Linked DNA regions of Gossypium hirsutum: region 2 is linked to region 1. A link is a contact called in public Hi-C data. All regions are on one chromosome and are shown on one strand. Each heading gives the region's core, a stretch centred on a gene start, on an enhancer-like site or on the middle of the called end of the contact. The rest is flanking DNA. Distances are from core to core; before and after follow the strand shown. Region 1 holds the start of LOC107916758 (probable BOI-related E3 ubiquitin-protein ligase 3). Region 2 holds the start of LOC107947140.

Evidence for each region. A called contact is a pair of places that touch in the nucleus more often than the background predicts.
Region 2: a Hi-C map of leaf shows a contact between it and region 1, with 2.1 times the contacts expected there. The contact joins the promoter of LOC107947140 here to the promoter of LOC107916758 in region 1. A contact is called at or near these places in 2 of 34 Hi-C or Micro-C datasets (leaf and seedling).

What each region holds. Positions count from the first base shown.
Region 1 is chrA01:107,186,248-107,193,134 of Gossypium_hirsutum_v2.1, reverse strand. LOC107916758 (probable BOI-related E3 ubiquitin-protein ligase 3) reads right to left here and starts at 1,524. Exons shown (of 2, transcript XM_016846127.2): 1 at 842-1,524; 2 at 1-758. The coding sequence starts at 1,114. The coding sequence ends at 189.
Region 2 is chrA01:107,328,887-107,335,658 of Gossypium_hirsutum_v2.1, reverse strand. LOC107947140 reads left to right here and starts at 2,827. Exons shown (of 2, transcript XM_016881709.2): 1 at 2,827-3,147; 2 at 3,234-3,749. The coding sequence starts at 2,926. The coding sequence ends at 3,560. It overlaps LOC107947149 (SKP1-like protein 1A), which reads right to left and starts at 5,723. Exons shown (of 2, transcript XM_016881721.2): 1 at 5,199-5,723; 2 at 4,452-4,829. The coding sequence starts at 5,495. The coding sequence ends at 4,656.

The DNA of each region.
Region 1 (6,887 bases), core at 275-2,774:
TCTTTTTTTTTTGCGTGTTTAAGTACATGTTCAGTCTAATATCCTTGCCCATAGTACCTAAAAAGGCAAAAAAAAAAAAACTGGAGAGAAAAGGGGAAACAATAATAATGTCTAAACTCCATATGGATTTACTTATGTTCATCCACCGTCATCATCATGCTTTCCTGCAAATTTTTTTTTACCGTGACCTAAGAAATCAAGGCTTCAATGCAAGCTTTCTTTGGTGTTCTACAAACGGGACAAGAATCAAGAAAAGTTGCACAATCCTTACACGAACAAAGGTGTCGGCAAGGAAGGAACAACACTGACGAATTTCGACAATAACAACATTTGCAAACCATTGTCGTTTTTTCTTCTTGTTCTTCTTGTCTTTGATTGCTGCTATCAACCGCTGCGAAACTTCCGTTTCCCTTTGTTTCCATAATCCCTTCGTTGTTGTCTTCGCATTCACAGCAAGACTCTGCGTCATCGACACCATTGTTAAAACGACAAGAAGCTTGTTCCTCCCGTACTTGTTCAAGCCTGTTGTTTAAAGACACAACCATGGCTTCATTCTCTTGCGCCACCCTTTGCCATGCTTGATTCTCCATCTCCAATTTCTTCAACATATTCTGAAGTTCCATTGTTTTGTTCCTCGCTTTAACAATCTCTTCATCTTTTTGTCTAAGCAAAAAAGAGGCCTTTGATTCTATCTTCTTCACCAATACTTCATACTGTTGTTTCCTTTGCTCTTGCAGTAACAACCTCAGCCTCTCATTCTGCACAAAATCAAAAATAAATAAATAAAGACCCAATTGAAAAGAAATGAAAAACTTGGGTTTTTTTGTGATTTTGTACTAACCTGTGATTTGATAAACTGATCAATCTCGTATCTTTGCTTCTCAAACATGATTGATTCACGATTGTTGTTAGTGCTACCAAAGGAAAAGGTTTGGTCCCTTTGGTGCTGGTTTTGAAGGTGTTGAAACTGTTGCAGTTGTTGAAGCTGTGATGATATCTGTTGATTGAAACCAGCAGCAGCACCAACAAGTCCACAACCATTATCGATCAAATCCAAAGAACCGCAAATTGGGAACCCAATATTATCAGAATACAACTGCGCTTGTATAGCCATTATTTATCCTTGTTCAACCACCAAACAAGAACGAAAACAAAAACCAAACAAAAAATACCCAAAATTTTAGCCTGAAGTCTTTGTTTTACCATAAATCAGCTCAAAAAATAAAGGGGGGGATTCTAGTTTGGATCAAAAAAACTCTCGATAAGTACAAACGTAAACAAAAAAGAGGTAAAGGGTGTTGGTGTATATTTATAGGAGACGGAGAGAAGGGTGAGGTCAGAATATTGATATAATATTAAAGAATGGGGTGGATTTGGATATATTTATAGGAGACGGAGAGAAGGGTGAGGTCAGAATATTGATATAATATTAAAGAATGGGGTGGATTTGGATTGTATTGAAGTAACTGAAAAAGCTTGAAAAGGAAAGGGAGAGAGAGGGCATAGGATACTGTTATTTTGTGCCATATTTTTCTCAAATGAAAAATCCTAGAAAAAGGCAGCTTTAAAGAGAGGCCAATGCCACGTATAGGACGCGCTAAGCATCGACGTACACATGCAGATTTTGTGACTAAACTATCGGCCTATTGAGTCAGAGATTTCACAGTTTGAACAAAAACTGAAATCTGAAGTGGTGGGGGGAGAGAAACTGATTTGGCCAGCCTTTTCATTTAGATTTTTGGTTTAATTGTAATTTAAGTCCCTCTATTATGTTAAATATTTTCGATTTAATAGGTCCAAATTGATATCATATTAACTACGGGGGTTAAAGTGATAATGTAGATTTCGTAAATCCATTATTGAATTAATCTGAAATTTTAACATAATTGAGGGAGTAAATAAAACTTTGGTTTTAAGATTGGAGAAGGAAAAGAAAATCAGAAATGTGTGTGGAAAGCCTGAATAATAGGAATCTTTATAATAAATTCTCATCTTTTATTGTGTACAATTTTGGGAATGTAAATCATTCATTTCTCTCTTATTTTGGGGAATTTTTGATGGGGGGTGAAAAAGGTTTAGATTTTCATTAAAAATAAAATAACTAATTTTGGAAGTCAGCAAATAGGGAATAATATTGTGAGTAACATAAAATCTTTGAAATTTTAGTAACAGCACACCATATCTTCATTTAATAGAAACTAAATTACTTCACCATTAATCCAAGATTACATACCTGATACCTCCTCTGGAATTTCAATTTCACTATATTTTCATTACTTCTATTACTACAACTAACCTTCGACTTTTTATATTTTTCATTTTCTAATTAGATTGTTTTTTTTTTAATTTTTTTAAGTGCAAAAATTCCTCCATTTTTTTTCAAAAAAACCAATTAACCTCCTCCTCTCTTTTTCACTCATTTGGGTATTTTAACTTTCAAAATACATCAAAAAAGCCCTCAAAGTTTTTCAAAAAAAGTATTTAAGCCCTTACTCTTTTTTTTTGCACTCAATTGGGTACTTAAACTTTCAAAATGCATAAAAAATACTCTCCCACTGTTTCAAAAAAAGCAATTAAGCCACTGCTTTTATTAAAAATTAGAAAAAAAACTTATAAAAATTTAAAATCAATAAAATCTATAAATAATATTAAATTTTAATAAAAATATAAAATATTAAAAATCATAATAAAATTTGTAAAATTTTATAAAAATCGTAAAAAATATAAAATATATAGAAATATAAAAAAAATAAAAAATGTAAAGAAATATAAATTTTGTAAAAAATTTTATAAAAATTATCGTATCAAAAGAAAAATTTTATAATTTTTCTAAAACTTTTATTGATTATTTTTTTTTATCATTTTTCACCATATGTCACGCAGTGTTTTGACACTAAATGACTTAATTGAAAAAAACTAGGGGTCATTAAATTTTTTATGATTTTTATAAAAAAATCTAATTTTTAATAAATCTTATATTTTTATTAAAATTTAATAATTTTTCTAAAATTCATTTTTTATAATTTTTTTAGTTTTTAATAAGAGCAGGGGCTTAATTGCTTTTTAAAAAAAAATAGGGTCTTATTGATGCATTTTGAAAGTTCAAGTATTCAAATGAGTGGAAAAAAAATGGGGGGATTAATTGTTTTTTTACACCATTAAGCCTAAAAAATCACTAATAAATTGAAAAGATAATATAATTATGAAACTTTTTAAACAAATATTTAACTAATTTAGAATTAGTTAAATTTTATTTTTATTTAATTTTTAAAAATTATTGAACATTAAAATAATAGAAAATTTTCTTTATAATCTTATTATATTTGAAAAATATAAATTTAATTTGATAAATGTTATTAATTTTAGTTTTTTTAGAATAACAATGTAAGCTTATTGAATATATAAAAAATTATAAAGAAAAATGCATAGAATAACTTTAAAATTTTAAAAAGCTTTGAGTGAAAAAAAAAAGTACTCAAATTATAAATAAAAAAGGTATCATGTGTCAAAAAAAACTATAATGTAAATATGATTATTTATTGTTCAACGAATCATTCGTTTAATAGGAATAAGATCACAAGAGTGTCACTAGTTCCACAAGTGGAATTTGAACTCAGTTTTACGAACAAGAATTAATTTAAATACAATTTTAATAAATTTTATATGCATTATTTTAAAATTATCTTAATTTTAGTTTTTACTAATTAATATATAATTTTATTCAGAGAAATAAAAGTAATATGAAAAGAAAATTAGTAAAACATCGTGATTAGTAGCAATTTTTCTTTTTCTCTTGGTTCAATTGTGTAATTATGGTATGCGAATCTTCACTCCATCATGATCTAATTTTTAATTTATTATATTTTTTATAACGGTTTAGTTTCATATTATAATTTTATATTTATAAATATATAGTATAAAACTCTGAAAACAATATTAAACCAATTCACTAGTGAATATTTTAAAAATAAAATGTTAAATGTTAAATGTTAAATATAGTGAAATATTTAAACATTGGGTTATGAATAAAATAAAAGCATGCAATAATCTCTTCTAAAACAATAATCCAAATAATTTAAAAGTAACCGAAAGTCTAATTTAACTTTGTAGGCACAACCAAAAGTTTGAAACAATGAATCTGCGGTTGATAAGATATAAAAAAAAAAGGTGATGTAGATTAATTAAGGATTAAATTTAGATATATATGAAGATAAGTGCAGTTGAAATAAATAAATAAATTATTTTTAATACTTTACCCATGTGATAAAATCAACTTTCCCTTTCTTGTGCATCAATTATTATTAACATGATTAAAATATTAAAGTTTTATTTATTTTATTTGAATAAGTCCTTATCATTTGATTGCATCTAATTAAGTCCTTAGTAAAGTTTAAGAATATTTTTACTATTTTAGGTCAACAAAATTGAAGGATTACCATTCATGCATCTTCTCAATATTGTTGATATAATTAATTACCAATAAAGTCATCAACTAATTTGTTTCATGCAACAATTGCAAGGTTTAGTATCTTGAATTTGAATCTTAATACCTATTTATCTATTTTCTTATTTTTAAATGTTCACAATTCAAAGAATTTGGATTTGCTTTGCTTTTATTTCTAATTTTATATTATACTACAATTTTTTATTTGGTAGTACCAACTATTTCACCCCACATCCGATTTCTTTCAATGGATTTACCTCTTTTATTAATGAATTTTTTTAACAATTTGTAAAAATTTATCTTTTGATTTACTAAAAGTTGAGGAAAAATTAGTTCCGGAGTTTTATATTGTATTAACATTCCGTTGTTTCGTTTAAGTTCTTGTACTCTTTAACAATTCACCAAATAGATGTTAATAGATTATTGATTTGTATTTGATGCATTTACTAATGTTACATACAATTATACACCGTCATTGAATAAGATATTAACCCATCGATTTTATATATTTATATAAATTTTATTACTACTTATAATCCTAAATTATTAAAATATAAGATAATGCGCGTTTAAGTTCATTAGAACCCATATTTTTTTTTGTACATAGGTATAAATTAAGAGAGAAGATGACAACATCAAGATTTGAACTTTGATCTTTCAAAGTACAAATAAATGATTTAGCCCTTTTTTTTCTAATTTTGTTGGCAAATTTTTATCTTCTTAATTGTTATTATAACTATAGTTCGAATTAATGAGTAATTTTATTAGAAATAGAGAATCTGGCAGAAGACAAAATGTTGGTGGAAATATAGAAAGAAAAATAGGGTTGATTGGAATTGAGAAGCTACAACTTGGCATTGCCAACTTGGCATACCGTGTCTGGTACTCAGCCACATGGAGCAGCAACTTGGCATTGCCAATGCGAATGCAAAATCAACAGTCACAACACTTCCCTCCCACTTCCCAGTCTTGGAAAGACCCCACATATATATTTATTTGATTGGGGAAGGGGGGGTTATTTTACAAAAACTTACAATGGATCCCAAATCACGGAAAATGTGTTCTATGTCAGCAAGATTCTAAAGAGAGAGAGTCCATGGGTTTGGACACACAGTCCCCTAGGCCAAATACAATACTTGTACTGTTTTATTTACGTATACTTAATTGAATACAAAGAAGGGGGTGTCAGGGCAGGCAAAATCTTTTAATGTCAAAGCGTTATTTCCGTTTGTATTCCGAAAGGAAACAAATTGGTGGTGAGAGAGCAATGAATGGCCCATACATACATATATACGGAGTGGGAAAGGGTGGCACTGCCACTGGTCCCCATGTGCTGTCCACCACCTCAATCTTATTTCCCTCGTATCCCTTTGGTGCAGACCATGTGATATTGGCAAAGCACCGAAGGTGGATTTCAAGATCACCCCCCCACACCCCAAACTCACCTTGCTTGCGTCCCTAACTTCACTTCATTGACCCCACTTATTTATTTAATAAAACAACAAAAATGGGATTCTTTTCTTTTTGGGTGTTTTGCATAAATCCAAACCTCGTTTTTGGTGCCAAGTGTTTGCTGCAGTTTCCCCCAACTGATACTTCCCTTTGTTTTTCCCCTTTGCTTTTGGCAAAGTGATGAACACACCATCTTGGGTTTTTTTGAAAAGTTAAAATGAGTTGAATTTTAGTATATGTTATAGTCGTATTAACGAATACTTAACCATTTCCATACTTCAAAAGTTTGTGGCTTGAGTGACGTATCTTGAAGACCAAAATACTATCGACCGTTTCTAGTTTTCTTCTCCATATGTTGTTTTCAAATTGATAATGATTTTTGTGTGGGGAACAAGGCCATGGCTTAATTAGTGGTTAAATAATAGTCCAAAAAGATGATTGGAGTTCACATTTCATTTCAACACGTAAAAAAGAATATTTGAGATTAAATCTTGTTTGATTAAAAATGCAATATAGTACTTAGCTTTCATTTCTAGGAAGGTAGGCTTGTGTTTTTCTTTTTTTCTTTTCTACGTGCCTTACTATCTAAGCGCATGCATTGACTCAGGCCCCCTTAATTAAGGGTTCAGTATTCAATTTTCATCATCATTAGCTAAGCTAACACATGAATTGGGGAATGATTACAAAGTTGCTTTTTTTTTAAAAAAAATTTGGTCAAATTTGAAATTAAATTTTCATACTTCAATTTTATCAAATTATTTTGATTAAAATGACGAGTTAAATTTTTTCAATAAATTCATTTTATCTAAAATAAAATAATTCATTATAAGTTGAAAGAGATTTTTATTAAAATCTATATCGATATCTTAATTAAAATAATTAATAATTATTTGGACTAACTAACGGTATTATAAAATTAGTAGATAAAATTACACTAAAATAAAATATATGAATTAAAGCTCAAATTTACCATCCATAACCATAATTTCAT
Region 2 (6,772 bases), core at 1,578-4,077, 140 kb before region 1:
TTATTTCTAAAGCATGAAATGGGCCCCGTAGGCCCATAATAGGGACTTTATGGTGAAATTTGAAAAGTTTTGATTTAGAATGCAAATTTATGATCTGGTTTTGTATAAATGATACTGTATAAGTTCGGTAATGCCTCCTAACCCTATTCCGGTGACGGATACAGGTTAGGGGGTGTTACAAGGGTACTCCATCTCCTTCATAAATCCTGCTGACGACAGTTTCCCTACTTCTTGCCTTACTGCCTCTATGACCTACGGAGCACGCTTTCTTTTCTTTTGCTTATTTGATTTAACTTCATAGAACACATTTAACCTATGAACAATTACTTAAGGATCCACCCCAGGCATGTCTGCAACCGACCACATAAAAACATTAGAATTCAGCGTTAAATAGTGGATCAAATCTTTTATTTCCTCCTCTGCCAATGCCTACGAAATTTTCACCACTGTATTCACATCATCATAGAACAACTGCTAGGTTTTCGTGACTTCTGTCTCTTTTGTCTTTTTAATTCTGTCTTCATCCCTCACGTCCAAATCCAAAACTTGACCATCCATTCCTGTCTGCAATGAGCATTGTCCTTGCTATACCTGTTCGTGTGTATGTTTGATCGATAACATGGGACATTGTCTTACTATTCGTTGATCATACTACATAAAGCCTATCCCTGCTATTGTAAGAAATTTAATCTTAATGTAAAAAGTTGCAATCATCATCTTTGCCATTCTCGAGCTCAATATACGAATTGTGTAGAGTCTGACTCGAATCCATTCGAGTTGTAGGTTAATATTACTAAATATCATAACAAACCTTTTCCTCTTCAAACTCGAATTTTTTTTCATTTTGACTCCAAAAAAATTGTCTTTCATTTTCTCTTAATAAAATTAATTTTATCTCCCAAATGATCAATATAATTTCGTATTCAAATTTCTTTTTAAACTTGTGTAGCTGAAGTGAGTTTAAAATATATACATAGGGTTAATTCAGAAAATATTATCTATCCTCCAATTGAATTCTAAAAGTATAAGAATTATACCACTTAGCTCATTTTGTTTAGTTTAGACACTAAATATCAACTTAAATCTAACATGAATCATATTTACATGTCAATCATATTATAAACATGTGTATCTATTACATAAAGAGTTTGAACATATCATGTTAATATATATGTATATATATAGCTTTCATAAATCTTATCGACATGATTTATTTTCATTATCACATTATATCCAAATTATTCATACAACAAATATATATTTAAATTATGTTTTACATCTAATTGACTTATTGAATTGACAAACCAACTTCACTGATATAACATTAATTTTGAGTACTTAGTTAGAAAAGTTTACATACCAAAAATAAAAAAATAACTGATAAATTTAAAAAAGCTTAATGCAATTAAATAATATATATATATATAAACCAGGAATGTTCCCTTTCCCTTAAAAAAAAAAAGATGGTGGAAATGAAGTTAGTGGTCCCTTAAATCATTCATTAAAGACTAAAAAGAAAAAAAAAGTAACAAAAATGATGGCAACAGTTGTCTTGGCAAATGGCAAACCGAATACCATACTCTACATATTAAATTACAAAAGCAATTCTCTGATAATTGAATGTATACAACATATAACATATATAATCATAATCATAAAATTAATAATAATTTTAAAAAGGCTTGTGAAAATATGACCCAAATACTCTGTTTTGGCAATGAGTTCTAATTTATTGTTTTCAGAACATGACTACTGAATACTGATATCTTGTTTTATTGTATAAATTTTTCTGATGGAAGCTGCCATTTTTGTTTTATTGATGAAAAAAGAAAGAAGAATAAAAAAATAAAAGGTGATATAAGCCAAAAGCTCTGTGTTTTTCATGTGTTTTGTCTTCTTCGTTTACTTTTTTTTTTTAATAAAATTATGAGTCGTTAGTTTATTATCTTCGGTTGATTTTTAAATTGAATTTATGATTTTTTTTTTTAAAATTTTAGCTTTAGGGATTTGACAAATCTTGAACAATAAGAATATATTTGGCATTCTTTTGGGTGATTGAAATGTATAGATTTTGTTTTAACCATGCTGTGCATAGATTAAAAAATTTATCATATCTCTATCGCATGTTAGATTTTCAATTATCACTTTTGAAGTTTTTAAACTCTATTATAGTGATAGCTTTATTGACATCAAATTTTTAATTATATATTTCACTGTTTTTCATAAATATTATGAACTCACATTTGCTTCAATTATTTTTTCACAACGGCAGGAAGTAGAGGTTATCTTGGGTTTGAACTCAATTTTGGTGTTACACTAGAACACGGCAATTGAAAGCTTTAAAAGATAAGATTTAAATATGGCCAAATTTTGCTACTAATTTATCTACTTGGATTTTTAATTTTTTATTTAAAGATTTTATTAGTATTTTTTATCAAAATTTTTCTATTAAATGAGAGTAGCTTAATTATCATGTTAAGAAACACTAATGGTATTAATTATTTCACTTAAATTTTATTTTATTGTAAATACTAAATCCCTAATTTTATTGTAACCTTTATATTTGTTCATGGTGTCTGCCTAAACCTCTTTGTTAAAGAAATGGAGTGAGAGAACATTTGGGCCTAAAAGGCGAAAGAAAAAGTAATGAAGTTGGACATAAGTATGTAATTAGAAAACCCATTATTTCACGAAGGTCCAATCCACCATTAGGTGTTAGCCTCTGGCTTCTCTTCAATTGAGGTCACCTTGTAAAGAATATCGTAAGTTCCAAGCTAGGTTTAGGGTTAACTTTTTATTCCCTTTTAACTTTATTCACATATATATAAGAAATAACAAACGCACTGTCCAATTCGAAACGCTGTGATATTCCCTTCTGTGTTTATTCTTTGAATAGAGGGTTCTTTGGAGAGTGATATCTCAGTGATGGATGCAGAAAAGAAGACTTGGTTTTGGCTCGACCGAACCTTGTTAATGTGTTTGCTTTACTTTGCTGTCGATGGTAATAAACAGCACTTTATTGCCACGCTCGTCGCATTGATATTGCATGATTTCGTAGTTTACATGGTCAAGCTCCTTCTCCAGGATATTTATGCTCTTTTCTCCACTCTGCTACACAACTTGAAGTTAAGATCTTTAAACAAAAGCGTAAGTGCCTTATTATTATTATTGTTATCATTATGGTGGATTGAATTTGCATGCATGATCTGACATTCATGAATGTATTGTTTCAGGATACCATTAAGGGAGGAAATTACAACAGCATGAGAGAAAAGGAGGAAGTAGAAATAAGGACAACAGTGAAGAATGAAAAAGAAGGTGAAGAGGGAAGCATGCAGGTGCAAGTTGCATGTGAGACTTGCGGGATGTTCAAAGAGGAAGAAGCAAAGAAAGCCAAAGGGAAATACAAGGATAAGTACAAGAAAAAGTTGCTGCAAAAGGAGGAGAATTTTGATAGAGTTAAAAGCACTTTGAAAGATAAATATAATGAAGATAGAGACAAGTGGGAAGAAGAGAGAAAGTTGCTCAAGATAAAGTATGAAGAGATGCGATGGACATAAACCAAACAAAAAACCCTTTAATTACTTAGTTATTAATGTTATATTGATAGATAACGCCTTAAGAGGGCATATTAACGAATACTACTAGTTCTGATGCTTTTTAAATTTATGGGTATATTGATATATCAATGTTTATTCCTGTTGAAGAAAAACATTCAAGTTTAATGTTTACTTGAGAGAGGATAATCTTAAGCACTCTTCAAAGCTTTACTCAAGAGAGGATTACTCAGAACTGCAAAATCATATCATCAAATGAAATCTCCATCAGGCATGTTTGCAAGACTTGTTCATCAAGTTTACATTAAAACCAAGACACTTGAAAACATGGGGAGGATTCGATTTAGCTGCTATTAATTTCATAACTTTTTATACATGCAAGTACAATATTGTAAATCCAACCAATGAAACAGTGTTACCATGTGAAGTTACAGATTAGGGCCAGTAGGTCCCATGAGAAGTACATCTAAAATCCAATGAGCTAACCACAAAAATTCTTTATATTTCAATCTGGAGCTAGTTTAGCATTGCAAAGTCCTTTTGGAAAACACCGATCAGTCATTTTCTTGGTTGAAAAGCACATTCTAAAGCTGCTTTTGCTGTCAAAGGGCTTTTGGATAGTCAGGCTAAATATACCCTTAAACTGAATCCCCCTAAAATTGGATTTCTATGCTTCCATTAAAGGTGGTAAAGGATTGTCCAAAAATAATAAAAAAAAACTTGAGCACACAAGATTCATAGAACTCGGATTGTATAATGTATGTAAATAAGCATCTGGTTCAATTATATATCGTAAATATGTATGTATGCATTGCACATCACTTAGCCAAGTAGAAGTTAAATAAAAGTGAGAAGAACAGAAACAACAAAATTACTAAAGAATAGCAATGCATATTAAGAAATTCTAATTTATATTATGATAATAGAGGAGGGGAGAGGTTCATATTAAATATCCTCTAGAATAGAAGACACTAATGCATATAACAAAATAAGCCAAAAGAAAGCCAATGTTCTTAATTTTTTTCCCCAACTTGAAAACCTAACCAGAAAAGCATATAAACTATAATAATATCAACATTAAATTTAAAGGCTTTCCTATCACTCGAATGCCCATTGATTCTCCCTCCTAACCTCCTCTTCTTCCTCGGGGGTGAAATCGTTCTTGATGTTGAAGGTCTTGCGAATCTCCTCGGGTGTCTTTCCCTTTATCATATCAGCCACAGTTTGGCAGGTCAAGTCCAGCAAGCTCTTGATATTCAGATAGTTCGCTGCCTGCAAATCCCAATATCAAAAGGTTTACCATACGAATAGAAAATAAGCACGAACAAAATAAGCAACAATCTATACGTTTAATACTTCAATTCCCATTATCAAGACCAATACACCGGTATTTCCAGGTAATGAAAAAAATTTGAAGCTTGTAAATTATGTGTCTTAATGAATCAAGGGGAATTTATTCACCATACGCCTCCTGATTGGGATCGTGCGAACTGATTCAAAAAACGCTAGGGAAAAAAAACGATGTCCGGTAACAGTAGAGCAATAAACAGATGAGCAGACGATTTCAATTAACCCAAACAGCTCTAAAAGTAACAGCATTGTGAACGGAAAAGGAATTAGGGAAAAAGAGGGGAAACTGACCAGGATGAGATCAAAGAGGGTATTTTGGTCAACCTTGACAAAATCAGCATCCCAAACCTTGAGTTCGTCATCAGGAGTCTTTTCCTTGTCGGCAGCAGCATCGACATGCTTCTTGCAGTACTCAAGGACCTTGGACAAGATCTTGCTGGTGACGTTTGGGAGAGGGATCTCGTTGTCGGCGCAATCGTCCTCGATCATGTGCTTGATCGTCTGCGACTCAACCGCCACCGCTTCCTCCACCTCAAAAGTCTCTCCGTCGGAGCTCCTCAACATTATCTTCCTCGAAGTCGACGCCATTGATTCTCACCACCGCAGACGGAAACCCTAATTTTTCAATAAAAAGAGAGGAAACAGAAACAAAAAAGAAAGAGCCAACCGAGAAAAAACTAAATATAATAATTTAACTCTGATTGAAACTGTAGGTATTTATAGAAAAATTCATGTTTGGAGCTATACGCTGTCGTTTATTATATCTATTGGAAATGGTTCTGGATGTTTCTGTCCGTTTACCTTTTTACCGTCGCCACCCCTTTCCAGCTTTTTACTTTTCAAATCAAACTTTTTTCTTTTTCTTTTTATTTATTTATTTTTATTTTATGAAATTACAATTACACATTTTACTTTTTAGGTATAAATATTAAAACAATCATAAATAATTAGACTTATGTGAGAAATGCATTTATTAAAAATCCATATAAAATCTAAATGATGATTGTAAAGTTAAATGTTTATTATGTATGATGTTTGAAGTAATAGTTAATTTTTTATTCTTTTATTACATAGAAATAGATAATAACACTTTCATAAAATATAAATTATTTTAGTGGATTCACAATTGAATTGGTATTTGATTGACTCATTATATTAATTCAGTAATACACTTAACTAAAGTAATTAATTTATTAATTAACTAAACTAAAAAAATAAATATTAATTAATTAACTTAACTCAACTAAAGTAATTTCTCAATTAAATTATTTTCCAAACTCAATTCTAATACTGTTAAAGTCATGTCAACTTTATTGTATTAGAATGTATGAGGAAATTAATTTAATTGCCTTATTCAACAAATCTATGATGACTAATTAATTTAATTCTCACTTCGAAACTCAATTATTTAATTACAATAAATTAAATAATAATTTGAAAAAATAAATTAATTTCTAAGTCATCTTTTGTACTTAGTGTCACATCCCAGTTCGAGCGGGTTCAAGGATAAAGCGTATAGTAGTGAAAGAATATGTGTTTGGTAGGTTGTAATTCGCCCATTTGTTTCTTTTGACGTATACTTGTGGATGCATAGTATACACCAAGTAATTAAGTAGAAATTTTATTTTATATTATTCTGATTAGCCAAAGAGTAAAGGTTTTAGTTGGCAAAAAGGCAAATTATAATATGATTTATCGCCAAATGTATAATACGTCCAGTTTATCTTAATATTGCTCTCATCGGGTTGTAAAGTGCTTGGTCAGGAACCAACTGAAATGATTGTCTTAATATTTATTATACAGGATTTTCATTTATGTTTCTTTTGAAACCTGTAGGCCAATAAGAGAGACAAGCTCTGAATTTA